Linked DNA regions of Salmo salar: region 2 is linked to region 1. The links are chromatin contacts, called in public Hi-C maps. All regions are on one chromosome and are shown on one strand. The core of a region is the stretch at or near the end of the contact, and the rest is flanking DNA. Distances in the headings are between cores, read along the strand shown.

Region 1 (2,604 bases), core at 67-2,566:
AAATGCCCTCGTCCATCGGTTCTTCCGTGACGTCACCATGCCAATGCCACACCTACGACTGTGAGACATGCAGACTGACAGGGACAATACATAGCGCAGGGTCTTTCCATGAGACCTCTGAGCATAAGGACTGCCCCAGCTCTTATCCACACCTGAATAGTACAGTCCAGAAGATGGGAGAGATCACAGGGAAATATGGGTGCCATTCCAAATATCATTCCAGCAGCTAAAACCAGCGTTTTATAAATTAGATGTCCTGTGAGTTTTTTTTCTTTTCTTCTACAGCTATGAGTGCTTGTTATGTAGTGGAGAATGGATTGGAAAACTCCACAATTGTTTCAGCGTTCAATTTGTATTGAATGGGTTCTGTTTAGATTTTATCAAACTTGTTATGCCAATTTTATAAATGTTTAATGATTATACATAAAGATAAACTTGTTCCAATTCTTCTATTGTCTTTTCAATTCATGCAATTTTGTATATTTACAGGTACTATATGTGGTTAACATTCACAATCCTGTGCCAACTTTTGGCAAGCTCTGCAATTGACTTAGGTTAACATTGTGTGACAATATGAAACATATGGTCTGTTATTTTGAAGATTTTTCATCAATGCTTGACATAGGAAGTTCTATAGTATAGCCACAAACAAAAGGAGGGTTAGTTACAAGTAAATTGTCTTTGAACAATCGCAACATGTAGTGTTGATCCCATGTCTTGAGCTGAAATAAATACAAAAAATCCCAGAAATGTTCCATATGCACAAAAAGCTTATTTCTCAGATTTTTGTGCACAAATGTGTTTATCCCTGTTAGTCAGAATTTCTCCTTTGCCAAAGCCCCTTTTGTGGGGAAAAACTAACTCTGAATGGCTGGCTCCCCACTCCCCATGGCTGCAGCCCTGCCCAGCACAGGAGGTTGGTGGCACCTTAATTGGGGAGAATGGGCTTGTGGTAATGACTGGAGCGCAGTCAGTGGAATGGTATCAATTACATCAAACGCGTTGTTTCCAGGTGTTTGATGCCATTCCATTAGCTCCCGTCCGGCCATTATTATGAGCCATTTTCCTCTCAGCAGCCCCCAGCCAAGTGAAGTCCATAGATTAGGGCCTAACGAATTTATTTCAATTGACTAATTTCCTTGTATGAACTAACTCAGTAAAATCTTTGAAATTGTTTTATGTTGAGTTTATATTTTGTAGTATATGAATCACTTAGTTGCTGAGGGAATTACATTTTGATTTATTAAAATCTAGTAAAGTATCGGCAGATGGCAGCACCACTGAACTTTTTCAGCATTTATACCGTTTCACACGAGAGTAGACATGCTGCGTACAGCCAATCATCGGTCGTTTTATTACGCATTTCCGCTCTTACCCGATACAAACAAGATGGCCGACGTTGTTGAAATCCATAAATTGAAGGTGAGAAAACAAAAAACGGAATACAATTCAATGTATACGGAATTATTCATAATCTAACTTTATGTAAAATTGACAAGTGATTGAAAATATGCTCATTTTACGGTTTACAACACTAGCTAATGTAGTTGTGTGGTAGTAATGCAGTGTGATATGCATGCAAATGGAAGCTAGCTAAAAGTTATCGGCTGATGCGCTAACTAGTTTCAGTAGTTAACGAGATATATATTTTGTCAAAGTTACTTTTCGTAGAAGGTTTAGGAGAATTTACGCAACAGGCTATGAGAATTCGATTAAGGTTAGGAAAATGTTTAGGGTTAGCTAACTAAAGGGCCTAAAAACAACGTTTTTTAAAGTAAAAAAACTATCCCATCTAGACATAAGCACATATTAACGTTAGTAGGCTTACGTTACTGTAAAACACAGCACGTCGTCAGTTTAACAGCTATCTGAACTAATTAATTTAGCTAGCTAAATACATTCTACCTTACAAATTAATACGTTCGCTAGCTAACGTTAGTGTGCAATGTTTGCTCTATAGCCAGCTAGCTTACTTTTATTGAGCTCGTTATTATTGGTTGGATAGCTAGCAGTTATTGACATTATTATTGTCTGCCCCTGTAACACCGTATAAGGCAAGTTATTGTACATTTCACTATCTGTACTGTAGGCCTAGCTTGGTCTGTTGTCAAATTGCTGCATTGAGTTGTGTGCCAAAATGGTTTACTCATGTGGTAGCCATGTGCCTTATTATAGCACTGATTTGGTTCGTTGGTTGTAGTTTACCTTTAAAAAAATATATACATTTAATCAATGTTAATTTGCTACTGTATTATATGCATACCCTCTCCACTAACAAAGTGTTATACATTTGTTGACCCTAACTTCACCTTCAGTTGGCTGAGCTCAAGCAGGAGTGTGCTGTGAGGGGATTGGAGGTGAAAGGAAACAAAGGTGACCTTATTGGACGGTTGCAGGCATACCTTGAGGAGCATGGTATGGTGGACTTGACTTTCTTGCATTAACACTCACTAATTTCTTAATAGTGCTGAGTGTACAATTTAAATGTGTATGTTTTTTTTTTCCTTGTGCGAATGCATAATGTTTCCCAGCCCTGTGAATGTTGACATGGATGGTATCATGAATTGTCTTGATTTTTACAATAACTGAATCTTAGTTTGATAA
Region 2 (2,604 bases), core at 59-2,558, 130 kb after region 1:
TTTTCTACCGATACTACACATTCCTTTTTCTCATGTCCTCCTGCACACTTCTCACATCTACGAATCACCCTCCTACACACTGCTGCCACATGACCATAAACTTGACACCTAAAACACCGTAATAGGTTCGGGGAAAAAGCTTTCACGGGATAACTGACACATCTTAACTTGACTTTATCTGGTAAAAACTCTGCATCAAAACTCGACAGTATCTTCTCTGTTTCACCACGCTCTCCACCGGGTCTGCGTCACACCAAACGGCGGGCATCACAGACACCTGGAATCTTCAACTTCAGTTGACCCTCCTCAACACTTAACGCCACTCCAGTTATCACTCCTTTCAACGGGGCCCTGCTCCGGAGAGGAAAGCAAGTCACAGTTCTTGTCCCCAGTCGCATGGTGCGGAGTGGACACTCCCTCTGGATGACAGAAACACAAAAAAACAACACGATTCCACCTCGAGTCACTTTCACCTACCCAACATTTCCCAACCTCTTCTCCACCTAACCTGACATCACATATGGATCAGCCAGAAGGCAAGCATCCATTCTCTCCAAAAAAATCTCACTCCCACTGGGCAAAGAACATCTTTGTCACCATCAGGACAAGGCTCAAACTCTGTGTTCTTCACCACACCTGCCACCGCAGTGAATTCATCCTCACTCTCGTCATGTTCAATTTCCTGATGCAGCACTCCATATTCACTCTTAATATGTTCCACCTCCCCACCATTGTAAAACCTTGGGCTCCCGAGTGGCGCAGCGGTCTAAGGCAGTGCTAGAGGTGTCACTACAGACCCTGGTTCAATTCCAGGCTGTATCACAACTGGCTGTGGGAGTGCCATAGGGCGGTGCACAATTGGCCCAGTGTTGTTAGGGTTTGGCCAGGATAGGCCGTCATTGTAAATAAGAATTTGTTCTTAACTGACTTGCCTAGTTAAATATAACATTTGGAAGCTATAGAAATTAATTTACTAATGTCTACATTTGTTTTTGCCATGTTTATTATATTACAGACACCTTAATGCATACTTATAAATGATATTATGTGAGCTAAACATTAAACAAATATGAAACATTTTCCTTCAAGTATAATTTTACTGTCTCCACTACAACAACAAAAATACTTGCATACATGTAATTTTGTCCTTGAAACATTAAAATGAAATACTGTAGAATTCCATTCATTTCTATGGAAGACTGCTTTTCTGAGGAGTGCCAATACAGCCGACCATAGGTTTCATAGCCTCTGTGTCCAAAACATACTGTGGGGAACAGCAATCCAAGGTTTATGTACGTCATTGGGAGGCAACCCAGAGAAAAAAACATTCCGCCCACAATCTGGGCGTCAGTTCATTCTGTCGCGATCCCTTCATCCGCACAAAACAAAACATTACTCGTTGACTACAGTACTCATGTCATCTAGTTCTTAAGAAAATGATTTTTATTTTTTGTGTATCGTAGGTTACTATAAAAATGCATTCCGGGACTTTGGAAAGAATCGGGTCGCCGATAAAAAGGACGCTTTCTCGGGGAGTGAGTGAGGACGAGTCACTTCGCAACATTATCAAAGAGGTGAGCGTCGAGCAATCACGTCGCGATTGTATATTGCGACATTTACAAGAGTCATGCAGTCTATTATCTGTAGGCTATTATCTACTTTTATAGAGTCTAATTTGACATTACTAGGCTACAGTCGACAAGATTCATCCTCGAGCGTTACAGTAAGCCACTGCATGTGTTTTATATTTTTAAGATGTTTACTTTGTTTTTTTACTCTTGTGTAGCCTACTGATTTTCATTTAGACTCTCACCCCAATGTTACTGTAGCATGCGGTTTTACATTGTTTCAAGGTCACTGACGGAAAACGTTAACATTGTTACAATGACTTCCTTTCGAGCAGTGTTACATTGTAGCCAGCCTACCAACAACTGAATTGCCTTCAAATGGCTTTACGTTTAGCTAGTTAGTTAAAACACCAGAGAAATGGCTTCTAATCTCTGACTAACCTTAGTGTCTCCCGTTAGGGCACAAGTGAAACAGAATGGCTACTTCGTTACAGTATGCATAGAATAGGGATGACACATTGACATTGCATGACTAATGTAGTTAGAATTCAGTCATCAGTGGTTCATCATAAGTTTTTTTTTTAATCATTGGTACAGTAAACTTACAGTCCATGAGAACTGGACCTAGAGGTTTGCCAAATTGTGTTGATATGTAGCCTAAGGGTAGGCAAAATCCATTTTAATTCAATCACTTTTTTGACAGCATCCCTTTTGATTTAAACAAAACATTCCATACATGTCTGTCCATGGAAGTGGTTAGAAAGTCGCTTTTTGGACCTGAATGACAAAACATTCACGAAATAAATGTGCTCAAAGTTGACCCATTTTGCATACCCCTCCATACCATAGACATCCATGTCTTCATTACTGGAAAAGATAATGGTTGAGTTTGATATAAATGTTTTCAAACTATTTTATTATTTATTGATTTTTTTTTAATTTTAAACCTTTAATGTCAATTATCTAAAAACTGATTTCTGATTGTTTTCATATTCACATATGTTGTAGCTTAGACCCTATTTCACATCATTTGAGT

The links. A called contact is a pair of places that touch in the nucleus more often than the background predicts.
Region 2: a Hi-C map of gill shows a contact between it and region 1, with 5 times the contacts expected there. The contact joins the promoter of LOC106583274 here to the promoter of LOC106583276 in region 1. A contact is called at or near these places in 2 of 3 Hi-C or Micro-C datasets (gill and muscle).

Annotation. Positions count from the first base shown.
Region 1 is chrssa22:34,314,196-34,316,799 of Ssal_v3.1, forward strand. LOC106583276 (SAP domain-containing ribonucleoprotein) reads left to right here and starts at 1,317. Exons shown (of 11, transcript XM_014167245.2): 1 at 1,317-1,422; 2 at 2,316-2,415. The coding sequence starts at 1,324. cdk2 (cyclin dependent kinase 2) reads left to right here. Exons shown (of 7, transcript NM_001141734.1): 7 at 1-746. The coding sequence ends at 64.
Region 2 is chrssa22:34,443,553-34,446,156 of Ssal_v3.1, forward strand. LOC106583274 reads left to right here and starts at 1,309. Exons shown (of 6, transcript XM_014167238.2): 1 at 1,309-1,574. The coding sequence starts at 1,476.